Regions from separate parts of the Mus musculus genome. Here region 2 is linked to region 1. A link is a contact called in public promoter capture Hi-C data. All regions are on one chromosome and are shown on one strand. The core of a region is the stretch at or near the end of the contact, and the rest is flanking DNA. Distances in the headings are between cores, read along the strand shown. Region 1 holds the start of Klri2 (killer cell lectin-like receptor family I member 2). Region 2 holds the start of Klra3 (killer cell lectin-like receptor, subfamily A, member 3).

What was found. Capture Hi-C pulls out chosen DNA fragments and counts their contacts.
Region 2: a promoter capture Hi-C map of liver shows a contact between it and region 1, with 3 times the contacts expected there. The contact joins the promoter of Klra3 here to the promoter of Klri2 in region 1. A contact is called at or near these places in 3 of 9 other capture datasets (adipose tissue, liver and macrophages).

Annotation. Positions count from the first base shown.
Region 1 is chr6:129,738,298-129,742,092 of GRCm38.p6, reverse strand. Klri2 (killer cell lectin-like receptor family I member 2) reads left to right here and starts at 1,609. Exons shown (of 6, transcript NM_177155.4): 1 at 1,609-1,888; 2 at 2,933-3,025; 3 at 3,166-3,234. The coding sequence starts at 1,675.
Region 2 is chr6:130,335,479-130,339,273 of GRCm38.p6, reverse strand. Klra3 (killer cell lectin-like receptor, subfamily A, member 3) reads left to right here and starts at 1,648. Exons shown (of 8, transcript NM_001289605.1): 1 at 1,648-1,803; 2 at 3,423-3,586. The coding sequence starts at 3,475.

The DNA.
Region 1 (3,795 bases), core at 360-2,859:
TCTGTATGTAATATGTGCTGGGGTTAGGTCAAGCTCTTGCATGCTCTTTGATTACTGGTTTAGTTTCTGGGAGCCTGCAAGACTGCAGACTAGTTGTTCCTCTATCCCATCTGGGTTCCTCAATCATTCTGCCAAATCTTCCACAAAAGATCCAAACTCCATCTAATGTTTGTCTATAGGGAAGAAGCAGGTCAAGACATAATGTGAACATAGCTAAACCAATCTCCAACAGTATAACTCAATTTTCAATGTCTTGAGCTCATTCTCAATCTGATGAATTCCTCTAAGAGATTTGACTCACTTTACTAGTCTGCTGTCTGCAGCACACACAGCTTGGCCTCTAAGCTCAGGCAGAATCTACTCCAAAAATGCTGCTGTTCTTATTGGTCATCCCATTGTACTAATATCTCTAAATGAATGAGGTCTTCTGTTGTCACTGAGGATATAACCTCAGACAACAGTCTTCTCGGGCTTCTCACAGTGCCAAGCCTCAGATGCTCTATATGACTTCTTCACTCTTTCAAAATTAGTGCCATCTAGGTGGCTCTTACACTACCAAGTTCAGCTGATACCCAGAAGTACACATCATCGATGTGCTCTCAGAAAACACTTCCAAGATTTTACCTCAGTACTGATGGTCTCTTCCTAAACACAATGAATTTCTAAGCTCCAGTCTTTACTTTACACTTTCAACAACTGTCAGTCTTCCCAATTATCAGACAATATATAAGTAGACTGCTATTTTATGAGTGTTTACAGTGGTTCAATCAGTAGGGTGCACATATTATTTAGCTTTCTGAACTTTCTGACAAATCTTTCCTAGAAAGATGGACACAATACAGTTAGTATCTTATCTAGTTGCATATGCCAAAGATACCCATTTTGTTTTCCTGCATGCTCTCCAACATGTGCAATTACAGATGATTTTCCAGATAAGAATGTCATATCATGGACCTTTTCATTTGCATTTCTTCTTCTTTTCGATTAATGATAGAAAGCTTTTGTAATTTTTGTATGTAATTTTATTATTAACGAAATGTATTTAAAAGCTTTTCCTCTTCTACATATACCTAAAGCTTAAACAATTTATCTATTCTTTTCAGTCTTTTATCATGTCTTTTTTTATATACACATTTTTGTTTATTTAAAGGTTGTGGGTGAAAACTATATGAAATTAGTAATGCAACTCTGTGTGAGATAGAATTTTAACAGCTTCTTTTTATTTTTATCACTATGAATTATTTTGTCATCTATTTTTAAAGTAGTGGATATTTTAATTCCTCCCCCTATAAAATTATATAACTATAATTTATAAATATTTGATCAGCAATATTTTTATAATCACACCACTCCTTGAAGTAAACTAATGTGTGTGTGTGTGTGTGAGAGAGAGAGAGAGAGAGAGAGAGAGAGATTCACAGAATAACATATTATACCTGTAGCAAGCTTTTCATTGTCAGTGTGTATTTACTTTTATCATCACAGATGCACTTGTCATTGTTCCCTCTGCATAGACTGTATCAGAACTAGGGCATCTCTCACTGGTGCAGTAGGAAGTGAGAACTGTACTCTTTATGTTTTTTTTTTTTTTTGCATGGAAGATGTTGCAGAGCAGTAGAGGCAAGTTACCAAGACTGAGAGGAAGCTAGTCCAGTCTTTTCAGGACTAAAAAAAATGCACAAGAAAAAGCATATTAAACATGGAACAAACAAGCAGGAGATTATTAACATAGGAACAAAATCTCCCACATTTCAAGAAAAGCAGAGACCCTCGAAGACAGACCAGAGATCTACTGTGTGGAGAGAAGAACAGAAAAAACAGGAACTGAAAGTTCACAGAATATTCCACCCCCAGCCCAGGACAGGATTCGATGTGGGCAAAGGAATAGGTATGATAATATATTTTGTATGTATTTTGTCAAGGCTAGATCTCAATTCTTGCATGTGGGTTGTTATCTCCTCAAAACCATTAGATTGTGACACTATCCTAAATGTCTGCATTTTTAGCATCTTAACTATTTCAAAATACTACCATGAAACAGATTAGTGCTTAAAGAGTCTCTGTTTATTACCCCTAAAATATCAATGACTCAGGTCTCAAGAGATTGTATTACTTGATGGAATGGTACACATAACTGTATAGAAGTTGTATTCTTTCTATTTATCCCCATGTTATTTTAAAAGTAATTATTGATTTTAAAAAAATACTATTTAGCCTAATTCAGCCCCACACAAACACATGGCATATTATAGAAAAATTGTAAAAACATTTTGGAAGTAAAACTTATAAGATTTCATACTTAGTGAGTTAATGGTATTCAAATTTAGGGGTTGAATGATGTTAGAATATAGGGTAACAAGATTCTTAGTTTAAATGATTGTTTATTTTAGTAAATTTACCATGAGACAACGGTTTCTTCCTATTGGCTTATGCAGTGAAAGTCAGAAGATGAACAGATGCATCTCAGTAACTAAGAGGGAAAAAACCATAAAGACATTGTATTTAAGCTGCTGATCTCCAACATGGAGATAGGGATGGGCAGGAAGGACTGATGTTAGAAGGCAGCACTGCAGATAGAAACTACTGAGAGAAAATGTTTATCAGAGAGAAGCAACTTGCAAGATTTCATCACCAAAGAAAGGATCACAACAAGGAGACATGAATTTACAATGGGGAAGAATTAGAAATAAAGCATATTAAAGTAGGAAGAGTGATAACCAACCCTGAACTTCAATGTGTAGAAAGAAAAACAACAAGGAGTTGACATGAAGGACTTTGGAGCATAAAGTAGGCTGGTAAGGCCACCAAGAAACTTCAGGATTGACCTCTGAAAAATTAGACAGTATTATGAAGACTCGGGAGAATGAGAAGAAATTGTCTTCAAGCCTTAAAAGTGAGAAACTCTCTCCTGTCTTCTTTCTGTTGTGTCTAGATCCCTGGCTGACAACATGGCAAATGATAACTGTCATCTTAGCAACGTTATGCATTATTTTGGTCACAAAAGTGGGCTTCTTGATTCCAAGCTGTAAGTAACTATAAAAAGAATTTGTTCTTCTTATAATCAGCCTACTATTGCTATAGCAACTCACTATGAAGACTAAATATTATATTGCACTAGCAAATGTATGCTAAATACTATTTATTACTGATGCAATTTTGTTGCAGTATTTTCTAAAGGAGAAAAACAAAGCAGAAAGTTCTCCCTTCTTGATCCTCTATGTGACAGGAATGATGGTAAGTATGTGTTTTTTACAATTAATTTCCAGCACTTTTTTTGGGGAGGAGGGTAGACTCTTCCTTAGATCCACAGACTTCAATGAGAACGATGAACAAATGTAGTGTTCTATATTCATTTTTCCCCCTCAGGGAAAGAAAAAAATAACAGTAGAATGTGAAAAAAATCTAAATTATTATAAATAAAAGTGAATACTGTTTTATTTCATTGTTAGGTATAAGTATAGTGAATACAAATATGAACTATTGACATTGTCCCCTTATCTAGATAGCTTGAAAACAATATCAAATGTATTGTAATTAACTAGCAACAAATATAAATCATAGTCCCAAGTGTTAGGACTTCATACTATGAGTACGGAAAAAATATGAAAAGACGGGCATGTCAGAATATGGCCAGGATGCTACGCAAGAAGAGTTTGCCCACAGCCAAGCAACTCTTCTCTTAGACATTAAATAAGGAAAATAAAAAACAAATGTCCTTGGAGACAAGTGGGTCAGTAAAGGGCTTGCATTTCAAGCATGAATATCTTAGCTTCCCAGAACCCATGTCAAGAAGCC
Region 2 (3,795 bases), core at 399-2,898, 600 kb before region 1:
TGAAGTATTCAGCATGTGTAGCCTCACTAGTAATGTGCATAGCAAGAGCTTTCAATGGAGGGCTATTGATGCAAAAATCAGCTTTCACCTTATACGGAATGAAAGTATATTCTGGAACAATTTTGAGTGATCATGTCTCCATGTTCCAATGTGGAAGCAGTTTCATGAAGTTTTGGAGTTTTAAAGTACCCAGATAGTAACAAATCCAGCCAATTTCAGCATACATTGGTGGATACATCAGAGAGGAGGTTGCAGCAATATGGGATAAACTTTTCTACAGGACATCTGAGGACATTTGTAGCCTTCATGTTGGTGGAATGTAGTGATCTGGTAGGTTCATAGATTTTTATGAAGTTTTTATCTACCAGTGACAGGAGGCTTGTTCTGGCACAAGTTAATTATAGGGCTAAACCTAGCATCTGGTAAGACAATTACTTGTTAGATCCTCAAAACTACAAAGTCCTCTCTTCTCTGGACTTTCTTTCTGTCTTTGCTGAAACAGCTTCTTTCCAACAATTTTCATCACAAACCAATGAGCAAAACTCATAGAAGAAACATTACCTCATGTACTCTCTAAAAAATCAACTGTATTTTCACTATTTACCAAAAGAATGTAAATAAACTAGATGTTACCTGATATCCTATATTAGAGTTCTTTAAATGTATATTACCTTGAATCAGATAAATTCATGCATAAAATGTCTTGCTTAGTCTGATCTAAGAATAACTCATATAGTTTTTAAACTAACAACAACAAAAACTAGGATATTCATTAGTAGTGGGTTAGCTAATTAATTTATGCTGCACATAAGAAATTAGTAATTATGTATGGCTTTAAAATCTTTATACATACACACACACACACACACACACACACACACACACACACATATATATATATATATATATATATATATATATATATATATATATATATATATATATTGAATGCTTGTTATTTGTTTGTTAACCTGGAATACATTTGTGTCATGGTGTACAGCTATAATTCTAGGACAGAAACGAGTGAGAACTGAGGAATGTGAGTGTAATGTCAGCCTATGCTACATAGTAAGATAAAACATCTCAAACAACAACAACAAACAAACAAAACAAAACAAAACCGAAAAAAAAAAAAAACACCAGAACAAAACAAAACCAAGTCCTGAGTCTGTAGCTCAGGGAAATAATATTTGCTGAGCATGTTCATTGTATTAGATTTGATTTTCAGCACCATGACAACATCAGTATAAAAACACTCCATACAGAATGACATTAATATTCAATGGAAATATTATTTATGATTGAAGATCTAGAAAATTAAAAAGGAAGATTTCAGCAGTGGAAATGTGAGTGCTTAAAAGCATAATTCCTAATATATACTTAGCTGCAATTAGTATAATTCAAAATCAAGGAGTAACTAAAAAAATAGTAACATAAGAGTAAATTTCAAACAGTCTATGACAAAATTAGCCTACGAACTTCAGTCCCTCTTTTTCCTATTTGTTTTGCTAAAGACAATGTTTTCCCCTCTCTGCAGCAGTGTGCATCTTCTCTATCTTCAAATATAAATCATTCACATTTGTTTTGTCCATCCAATACTATATGTTGTTTCAGATTGCAATAAGCAATTTCCTCTTTTTGCTTTGGTGACGAGGAGGGGCAGAAAATCATGAGGTTGAGTATCACCCGGTGGAAATTTAGTTCCGACTTTCAATTTTGAAACTCGTAGGAGATCTAAACCAGAAAACGCCAACGTTTCAGACAAATTTTCCCTCCACCAGCATCACTCCGGTAGAGACACAGGTAAAAGTATCTCCCTTTTTGTTCCTACCAAATGATCAAATATACTGAAGAGAATTTCAGGGGGTGTGATTTGAGAGCTGGATTGATGGGGAAGCACTTTTGGTTGTGTTAGATCAGATTAACTCTGGCAGCATGTGACAACTGCTATTCTGCACTAATTGTTTTCTTAGGAGTATACTGTGACTTGTGAGCTAAGAAATTAAGGTAGAGGGATCTCTGAAGTTAATTACTCTATAACTGCATCAAATGTTTATATATTATCCATCTGAAAGATGTAATAATAGGATCCAGGTAAAACGGGTCAATGTGTAAATGCACTTGCTACATAAGGATGACTGACCACCTATTTGATCCCTGGACTTCACATGAAGCTGGAGTGGGAGGATTCACTTAGTAAAATTGTCTTCAGGACATGTGCACCTCAGTTCACCCAGCAGAAGAGCAATAATAATAAGAATTTTGAAAAAATAATTCTGTAATGGAAGGATTCTTGGTTTGTCAAAGCAAATTGTGAATCAATTCTAAAAACTTCATAAATTGAAAAACTAGATAAGAATGTTTTCACATGTGCATCTTGTATTTGTTATCTGCTGGCCCTCAGCTCAGTTATTAATGTAAAGGTATTGTCAGTTATAAATACTATTTACAAATAAATTGATGTCTACTATCACATGGTATCCATGGGCATTAGCAAATGTGTACTGCATTGAGGGAAAATTTATTTTCATATAAACTCCTCTTGCAACATCATGTGTGTATTTATTATATGTGACATGGCATGTACATAGAATGATGTGAGATTAAAAGTTCACATTTAGGTATCCTCTATTCCTCTCTCTGTAGCTCTCACAACCTAGCTGGCAATGTCTATTTATGATATTTCTGTTTGCTGCAGTTACTAAAATTTACAAAACATTTGTGACAACTTTGAGCCAAGAGTCTCAGATGAGTTAGTTTATACCACATTTTTCTTTCTGAGTCTGTTTTATCCCACTCATTAGGAACTTATCTGGTTGAATTCACTTACCAGGTCCAACCATGGATAAGAATGTGTAGAATATGGCTGGTTGAACTGGTTGGACATCTCAGCTGACTGGGACTTCAAGCCAATAGATATTTATGTGCCTTGGATCACCTGCAGTATTGATCTTCAATTAATCTTTGGGAAACTTTGAGAGTCATGCATAAATAAGAAGACTGAAAAAATTAATATTCATGTATTATCAAAATATATAAATAATTCTAAAACAACATTTTTATTTATTCCTAAAATTTCGAGTCTTTATTTGAAATGATTGTTTAAACATATTTCAATGATTTTTTTAGTGTTTTTATGTGCTGAATATTTTGAGCAAACAGACAGTATCAATGGTAGAGTGATTTAGTAAAGTTTTAATCTTTTTCATATTTCTTAGAAATAATTGCTATTACCATTAGAAAGATAAACTAACTTAACAGAAATCTACAATGAGTTCTTATCTGTGATGGAAATTGGGATCAGTGCATGTCAGGGTGTTTGGATTATTAAGTGAGTTAGTCAGACTCTACCCTTTTTAATTTCTCTGTATCATCATATCCAGTTATGTTCCCATAGGTGAACATTTTAACATTTTTCTTAGAATTCATTGAAATCCCCATTTTACCAACGAACAGACTTCTTGTACTCCCACGATGAGTGAGCCAGAGGTCACTTACTCAACTGTGAGACTTCATAAGTCTTCAGGGTTGCAGAAACTAGTAAGGCATGAGGAGACTCAAGGGCCCAGAGAAGTTGGCAACAGAAGTAAGTGTTTAAAGTATCTAATATCACATGTATTTTTTAAAATGTATTTTAAACTTTTAAAAATTAGAAAAATTTTTTGTTTCTAGCTAAAACTATATTGATCCATCTCATCAGGGCTTGGTTATGTACAAGGACGGGAGGGAAGAAAAGAGTATTAGTTGGATGGTAGTCATGTACAAAATTGTTCAAATATAAGTTTTATAAAAAAG